3 separate regions of the Mus musculus genome follow, and regions 1 and 3 are each linked to region 2. Evidence: chromatin contacts called from public HiChIP or PLAC-seq and capture Hi-C data. All regions are on one chromosome and are shown on one strand. The core of a region is the stretch at or near the end of the contact, and the rest is flanking DNA. Distances in the headings are between cores, read along the strand shown.

Region 1 (2,717 bases), core at 60-2,559, 240 kb before region 2:
TTTAATACCAAAAAAAAAAAAAAAAAAAGCCTTTTGGAAGCAAATTATAATAGCTTCCTGCTTCTGACTTGACACAGCAGCAAGGCTCTTCCCACCAAATAAGGGCGAAACTGCCCTTGAAGCCCTTGTCTATCCAGAACAGCATGTTTTAACGTTAAGCCTGAGGATTTTCCAGTCTTGAGGCAAATGCCTGTTCCATTGATGACTATAAGTAAGGGTCTGGTCTTCTGGCAGTGCCTGGCTATCATTTCTGTAATGGCTAACTGTACACCATTGGCTAAAGGAAAGGGAAAACAGTGGCTTGTGACATCTTGGAACACAGAACACCCATTGAGACTAATATGTCTGAAAATGTCGTGGAAAGGATGTGCAGGATCTCAGAAGACCTGACACACCGTTATCTTGCTGTTTGTGAGGCGGCACGTCTACGAAGGAGAACAAAGCAGACACCAAACACCGCATGTGTGAAGGGTAAGGACCAGCTTCGTTCTTCTGTCTGCTCATGGGAAGTAACCAGGTACTATTTCTTTGAGTGTTACCCCAGAGGAATTTAGCTTCCTCTCGTTCTCAAATGCTTTTCTATCTCCAGACAGGGTCTTTCTCTGGATAGTAAGCTGGCCCCCTACTCACCATGAGGCCCAAGCTTTCCTGAAGAGTCTTGGTCCCCCTGCCTCAGTCTCTCTAATGCTGGGATTGCAGATGTGACCCTCCACATCACCTTCTGGTGTCTAATTTTTATCCTTGGTTAGTGCAGTGTCTCCCTTAGCCAAGTTGTGGCCTTACACAGAAGTTTACCCTCAGACCAGACCAAGCCTAAAGGAAGCAGAAGCTGACTCCCCGTGGAGCCTTGCCTGGTTTTTCAGTGGCACATCCTGCTGATTTCTGGTCACACTGACAGAGCTTGTTTCTCTTTAATCATTATCCCCGGCTGCCCACGCTGTCATTTAAAAACAATAAATGCTGATTATGAAAATAATAATTACCATTTGGAAAACGGAGCATGCTGTCCTCTCTACCATTACAGTTTACAAATGTGCTGTCAGATTTGCCCCTTCCCCCGCAGGATGTGAGGAAGCCAACCTTGATCCCCCACCCACTTCAGGCACCGCTGGACAGGGAGAAGGTTTCAGTCTGAGGCAGTTGGAAGTTCACATGCACATGGAGACAGCTGCCAACCCTCATTCTCATACAAGGAAGGAAACAGGCAGGAAATGAGAAAGAGGCAGTAGTGAGCTTTTATATTTATAGGGGAAACAGCACCAGACTGGGGGCTGAGCCTCAGTGTGAGTCCCAGCTTTGTTGGTATTGAGCTGTTCTCCAAAGAGATCCTCTCACTGTTGGTTTCGCTTTCCCTTCTTTCTCATAGTTTTGAAATAGGACAATTGATTTCATTTCTCTCATTTCTATAAATTGCTCCATCTCTAAAGCTGGGATAAGTGTTGATTGCATTAATCTCCTTTCTCATCTGCCACGGCCCTTCCTGTTTCCGCTCAGCACACTGCTCTCCCCTGTTCTCATTACCCAGATCTCTCGCTCTTCCATTTGGCAGGAAGTAACGTTCATGGATTGAGCAAATTCCCCCACTTCTCATATCTGTGCTGTTCTTTTCCCAGCCTTTTGTCCCAAATCCACCCCTGCTCTGTGGCTGTCACTGATAAGTGAATGAAAGTGCCTTTATTGGGAACCTACAATGAAAACTCTTCAGTTTTGCTTTAAGAAGATAAACGGGGCTTCAGCATGTCCCCAGGCCTCTGTGAGACAAGGGCTGAGCAGCGTGAACCCTCTTTGCTTCATGCTCATCTCTCTCTATGAGGTGAGCTCTCTGTGGCTGTTGGCCACACTCTGAGGTTTCTTCCTACTTCTTCGGTTCCTTTTGCTAGATTTGCCTTTTTGACCGGTTCACTAACTAGCTATAATTTCCAAGGGCTCTATTCTCTCATTATAAATACATATGTATATGTGGATATGTATTATGTATATGTACATATACACATACAACAGAAATGAGTGCTTCTGGCCACCAAAAGATATGACAGGTTGGGGTCCTGACTTTTTACTTTATTTTTGTAGACCCTATGTACAAGATGTGAGGTGGCTCCCCATTAGGCATTCACTGCTCATAGTAGGAGGTATACAATGCTTTTTGCTCTTGGTCAATACAAGCCTTGGAACTAAACCTTGATTCCAAAGGACCTACTATTCTGACCTCAACTGGGGTTATATTTCCTTTCTTCAGATTCCAATGCTGGCCCACAATCTTCATTCAAGAGTTAGCATGTCCCCAGTTTTAGAGAAGGAATCAGACAAGCATCCCATATACTACCTGATACTCTCAAGTTTCACTATATTCATATTCATCTATTTTGGCAAATGCTTTTGATCAAACACATAACACATATGTAATGGAACATGGTGGAAATAAAATGGGGTTGATAGATAACTGTAGGATTTTGTAGCAAATCTGATTTTGGTGTCATCTTGTGAAAAAAAAACTTTAATATTTCAGTGCTCTGTGGGCTTTAGAATGACAAGAGGGCTTTAGGTGTAGCTCAATGCTAAGAGCAGGCTCAGGGCATATATGCAAGGACCATCCCATCTGAGCTAAGAACAGGCTCAGGGGTACATGCAAAGACCCTCCCATTTGATCTGTGGAAATGTGGACACTAAAATAGAAATAAAAAGAATTGCATAGAGGAGCTGAATATGGTGGTATATAC
Region 2 (2,731 bases), core at 229-2,728:
TTCACAGTGCACCTCTGGATCTTAGGCCACGTGCGCCCCTGCAGCCCCTCTTTACTACTTTGTAGGCATTTTCTCACCTTTATCATACCCCTCACTCCAGCTCACCCCATCACTAAATAGGAGAGAAGAAGGATAGAGGACACAGAGAGAGAGATTCCAGAATTTAATTTTTTTCCTTTTGTTTCTTCTTTGAGCACGACTATTAACAAACTAAACAACTGACAAGCCCTAGCATTTATCTACCCTCTAAAAAGTCCCCAGAATTCCAAATGTCACACAATCACAAAAAGTATCTGCAGCTGGCAAAACCATGCCTCTGCTAGAGCATGGGGCACATCGCAGTCAGATGCTGCCCCATATCACTAGGGATTAAAACAAAAAAAGAATATTATATTCTATTATATTTTTAATATTATATTTTTAAAAAGAATATTATATTCTTATAATATTTCTGGGATTGTAAAAGAAACCAAAATTGCAGAATTCTCAGTACCTACTCCCTCTTCTGCAATGTCCCTGCAGCCTTAGGAGAGGGGGTTAGTTGAGTCTGTGGTAACCATTGCCCACTGCAGACAAACATCAGAGACACTTCTTTGGTGACAACTAAAAGGCTACTATTAGCATCTAGGGATTAGAAGCCAGAGATGTGGCTTCTTAAAGCATCCAGAAGCACCCGGCACTGCCTAACGACTGGGTAGTACTTGGTCTGAAGTGCCCACAGAGAAGCTGAGCTGGACCTGCTCACAGCATCCTCCTGGCCATTTGCTTCCTGTAAGAGTGTTTGTTAGTCTTGAGTCCTGGGGGCGGGGTGTGGGGTGCACATCCTCACTGAGGAGGACACACAGAACAGTCTGTGCTGCATCCATAAATTCTTGGAAATACCACAAGAATGCTGCAGCACGAACAGCGCTCACTGGCATTGTTTTGCAACAGGCTTGGTGCTGAGCACTTTACATATTTTTATCTTGTCATTTTCATAAGTCAGACTTTGAGCTATTAATTACCCATATTTTATAGACTGGGGAATGGAAGCATGACAGATCTCCTGAAGTCACGGAGCTCTTAAATGGAGGCTGGGCTTCTAGCATGCCCAAACACTGAGACACATTCAAGCAAAATAAGAAAGGTAAGTTCTCAGGAAGAGCTAGCTCCAAGCCTACTCTAGACCCGCCTGTGCTCTTATCTGGGGACATGGGCATTTGAGCCCCTCTCCCCATGGCACCATGGCAGCCGAGTGTCTGAGAGCCAGCAAAGAATGTCTTGACATTTTTCAAGGTGGAAAAGAGTAGAGAGAAGAGAGAAGGGTGTTCATGTCAGTACAAAGACAGCTGGGGTAGAGACAGGCAGCAGAATGAGGACTTTATATTATTTATTATGGCAAAGAATGGCAGGCTTGTGTCTAAGCCATAAATACCCTCCTTTGATCTGTGCACATCAGAGCTAAGTGAGTCACTCTTGGGCCTCAGGAATTGATGACTGTCCTAATCATCACCCTGAATGACCTTCTAGTCAAGCACTGCTCATGCTCCCTGCAGTGACTGTGTCTGGGTTAGACTGGGCCTTGGAAGAGGGGAGGTGAGCCTGAAGTGGGGGAGCACCCACAATTCCTGTGGGTGTGACTTATTTTCCTTTCCCAATCTCTGTTTGGAGATGGTTACTGGTTTCCATTCCTGAGACCAGCAAATGGCTAGAACCAGACCACAGCCTTCAAACCCAGGAAGTCAGAGCTCTGCTGTGATCCAGGAAATGGAAGCCCCCCAATTGTTCGGTTTGAGCAGGGTTATCAGGTTAGCAAAATCTTTAATGTTCCTTTTGTCCTCTTGTTTTAGTAACCCTGCTTCACCCCTGGAAACTTGTTCCCCAATTACAAAATACCATCAGTGCCGCCCACAGCCTCAAAGGCATCACATGATTCTTTTCATAAGGCCAGTAGACAAAGGCCAGAGAACCTCTCTGTTGATGGTTTCTCAGAGTCAGACCGAAGGATAGGTAGGGGCTGCTGAGATGGTGCTATTAGGAACTCAGAGTGGATGTCAGGGGCTGTGGTGGGGTGGTGGGGAGGAGAGGGAGTGCATTCCTAAAGGTCCCTGCACTGCCTTTCAGCCTGGGAACAGCAGGACTCTGGGCTTTGGGCCAGAGAGAAGATGGAGCTAAGGGATCCAGACAGGTGTCGAGCAATGTATTCTGCTCGGTGTCTTTTCTTCCAGAGCTTCAGAAAAGACTTACTTTTACAGTATTAGGAGGAAGGAAGAGAGAAAAAGGAGGAGGGGAAGGAGGGTGGAGAATTTTCTGATACCAGCCGGCTTTCCAGAGAAAATACACTGAGCAATGGTGCCATCCTGTGGCTATATGCAGGAATTGCAAACCCCCCCCCCCCCCAATTTTAACTGAAAGTTCAAGAAAACAAGCAAGTAGTTCCTGCTTTTACACTAGGCGATTATAAGTTCATTCTTGGTATATTCATTCACATAACTATCTAAGGGAAATAACTAGTGTTTGGTACGTGAGTCAATACTAAATGTAAGATTCCTTCACACATTCAGTAAATATTTACTAGTCTTTATGATGTGAATGCATTTTTCTAAAACCCTTGGACCCAACTGTAAGTAAAAATATACATTCTTGCACTTGACATCTTAGCTGGAGGGGAAAATATTCTTACCAGAGTTTTTTGGGTCACAGCCTGGCAGTCCAGCAACCTAGGCGTGGTCATCTCCCTCCCCTCTCAATA
Region 3 (2,700 bases), core at 95-2,594, 190 kb after region 2:
TCTGAATCATGTTTGGAGAAACCCCACACATATGGTGGAGGAGAGAAGAGGCTGGCCCAGAGGAAGGTAGTGGTGCTTATTAAATACCCACAGACTGACTGGATAACCTTGGCTTAAGTGACTACAGTAACCTCAGAGTGTTTGTTGAGTGGGGACTACAGCCTCTCAGTCAAGCACAGTTGGATGGCTTGGTCTGAACATGAGCCAGCTGGCCAGTGTGATCCCAAACAGAAAAAAAAAAAAATCAAAATCAAAACAAAACAATAAAACTACTCCACAGTCACAGCAAGCCATTGCATAAGGAGGACAGTGTGAGCAATGTCTTGTGGTAGAAAAGCAGTGAAGGCAGTCACTTACAGGCACAGCAGGTAATTTCTGTATCTAGACAGGGCCTCTTTGCTGAGAGTGTGGGAGGGACACTCACCTCATCTCTGTGAAGGAAGTGAAGCACCAAGAAAGGTTACTGGCTTAGGGTCAGACCTAGATCTGTGATTTCTGTCACTTATTAACTGGATAGCCTTGAGCAGCCCCAAGAGCCAGTGCCTTCATTCGTAAAGAAGGTTAAAGACCCATTTCCAGGCACAGGAGGGTAAAATAAGGGAAAGCTATGAATTCTAAGGGATTAGAGTAACTTTTTAATTTTTATGATTCCACTTTGTATGCCCCACACATCCCAGGCAGAAAGAAAAATATTTAAAAGATGACATTGTTATGTTCCCATGAGTAGCCTGGGATATCTGTTTTGGGGCTTTTTATACCTTTAAATAGCAGAATCCCTAGCTAGTCTGTGTTGTCCCTTTAAATCTAAGGATGGGGGGTCACAGATCTTCCAATTTAGCTGCTAAGCCTTTAAATAATGGGCTTGCCCACCTCCACCCTTGCACTGTTCCCTGGGCTTCTGGGATGTCTCTCAGGTAATTCCAGTACTCTTGGCGGCTGCCCCAGTTCACAGCTGCCACAGGGATCAGCTACTCAAAAAAACTGTTGCTGAATTAATATTGGCAGTGTGTGTGGGTTATATTTGCAGAGCATTGGCAGGCACCAGGGACCTACTGGTTAAAGTCCATTCTAACCTTTCCTCTGTCATGCTTGAAAAATATGGGAGGTTTTCTGCTGCTGTTGGTAGCTGAAGACCGCCCCATTCTCCGCTTCCCCTAGATTACGTGTGGTGGAATACTTCTCACGCAAGAAGGAGAAAAATGTCCTGGTTGAAGTGAAAATCCTTTCCTCAGAGGACCAGTTGCTGTCAACTGGCAGTTTTGGGTCGTTTCTTTGCTGTTCCCTCTGGTCTGTCCAGCAGGTGGTGGAGTTCCAGCAGCCTTGTCCCCAGTCAGACTGTCCTGTAATGCTCAGCACGTGATAGGCGACTGCTGTCTGACTCACTCCTGCTGCCTCTGGCTCTGGGGCTGTGTAAACACCACAAGGAACGGCAAGAACAGAGTACTCCAAGCTTTTCCTGTAGTTTCCCTCATCAAACAAAGAACAAATTCGTGTTGACTGAATATAGAACTGCCTGTGTCAGCTGGGATTTAAACTCTTAATCACTTTATTCTTAGCAAAGACCCAGAAAGAAACCCTAAATTGTTTCTTTGTTCATTATCCACCTATGAAAACACATTTGTTAACAGTACTGAATGTATCATGATAGACAGCTGAATCCAAATTATTCTTGAGAAACAGATTAATCCAGTGTGCTGCTGAGTGCCTGTGACCCCAGCCTTGGGGTTTGGGTAGAGATAGGTGGATTTCTGAAGCTCATTGGCCAGCCTGGCTGGGCAAATGGGAGAGCTACAGGTTCAATGAGAGATCCTAGCTCCAGAAGCAATGGAAGATTGATCAAGGAAAGGTAGCTGATATTGAAAGTCATGCATGTGAGCATGTGCAATAAAGAAAAATGAAAAAAAAAACCAACTTTAAAAAGTCAGCAGCTAAAGAGGAAACAACAACAACAGAGAAAAGAGAGAGAGAGAGAGAGAGAGAGAGGAGAGAGAGAGAGAAAAGAAAGTGGGAACATCCGTTATAGGCAAAACTTCAAGCCCCCAAATGTTCACACTCACACATTTCAAATTAGACATTTCAAAAACAGTGATTAAAAAAAAAAAAAGGTTTTAGAAAAATGTAAAAACGAAGCACTTCTAGGTTTGCTTCTCAGTTTCTTCAGAAAGTCTATATAACATTGCTTTTGTTTGGCCCCTGCTGTCTTCAGACTCATTTGGTTAGAGACTTAATTTGGTGGCTGAAACAGGGATCAATGCTAGAGGAAAATTTGGGTCAGAGTCTTTCTTAGAGTATTACCAATGGCAGATAGCTCCTCTCATGCCTTAGAGAGCCACCTCCAAAGGTATATGGTGTCCCTGTGATGGTTAAATACTAATTGGATGCAATGGAGAATCACCTGGGAAGGGGGTCTTAATGAGGGACTATCTATCCATCAGATTGGGGGATTGATGTGTGAAGGCCCAGCCTAAATGGTGTGTGGGTGACACTCTTTCCTGTCTCTAGGCTTTGGGTTGTACAAACAAGGAGAAGATAAGCAGAGAGTATATATATGCATCCATTTCTCTCTGCTCTTGGTTGTGGATATGACATAATCAACTATTTTAAGTTCTCACTGCCGTGACTTCCCTGTAGCAATCACCATATAACATGGAACTGTGAACTAAGATGAACCCTTCCTCACTCAGTGGCCTTTTCAGGGTA

Evidence for each region. HiChIP or PLAC-seq counts read pairs in DNA pulled down with a chosen protein or histone mark. Capture Hi-C pulls out chosen DNA fragments and counts their contacts.
Region 1: a capture Hi-C map of bone marrow-derived macrophages shows a contact between it and region 2, with 6 times the contacts expected there. The contact joins two enhancer-like sites. A contact is called at or near these places in 16 of 39 promoter capture datasets (the 3T3-L1 cell line, 3T3-L1-derived adipocytes, the HPC-7 cell line and 10 more), 2 of 15 datasets of contacts at CTCF or cohesin (large pre-B cells and pro-B cells), 41 of 484 Hi-C or Micro-C datasets (B cells, the C2C12 cell line, CD4 T cells and 23 more), 28 of 115 datasets of contacts at active chromatin or transcription factors (CD8 T cells, bone marrow-derived dendritic cells, bone marrow-derived macrophages and 16 more) and 4 of 9 other capture datasets (adipose tissue, bone marrow-derived macrophages, embryonic stem cells and 1 more).
Region 3: an HNF4G HiChIP or PLAC-seq map of pancreatic cancer cells shows a contact between it and region 2. The contact joins two enhancer-like sites. A contact is called at or near these places in 5 of 484 Hi-C or Micro-C datasets (differentiating embryonic stem cells, embryonic stem cells, extraembryonic endoderm stem cells and 2 more) and 8 of 115 datasets of contacts at active chromatin or transcription factors (embryonic stem cells, epiblast stem cells, heart atrium and 2 more).

What each region holds. Positions count from the first base shown.
Region 1 is chr11:22,870,618-22,873,334 of GRCm38.p6, reverse strand. No RefSeq gene overlaps it. Among named protein-coding and RNA genes, the nearest start is that of Gm24917, 3.1 kb to the right of the region's middle. Within about 2 kb of position 1,309, at least 132 of the 459 cell types and tissues checked have an H3K27ac peak or open chromatin away from gene starts, as enhancers often do. A contact at or near this core is called in CD8 T cells, the G1E-ER4 cell line, the HPC-7 cell line and 12 more, where this site is marked.
Region 2 is chr11:22,631,303-22,634,033 of GRCm38.p6, reverse strand. No RefSeq gene overlaps it. Among named protein-coding and RNA genes, the nearest start is that of Gm12052, 21 kb to the right of the region's middle. Within about 2 kb of position 1,478, at least 145 of the 459 cell types and tissues checked have an H3K27ac peak or open chromatin away from gene starts, as enhancers often do. A contact at or near this core is called in CD8 T cells, the G1E-ER4 cell line, the HPC-7 cell line and 14 more, where this site is marked.
Region 3 is chr11:22,436,350-22,439,049 of GRCm38.p6, reverse strand. All of the region lies in intron 2 of Gm39609 (a long non-coding RNA gene), which reads left to right. Among named protein-coding and RNA genes, the nearest start is that of Gm39609, 5.6 kb to the left of the region's middle. Within about 2 kb of position 1,344, at least 152 of the 459 cell types and tissues checked have an H3K27ac peak or open chromatin away from gene starts, as enhancers often do. A contact at or near this core is called in heart atrium, hepatocytes and pancreatic cancer cells, where this site is marked.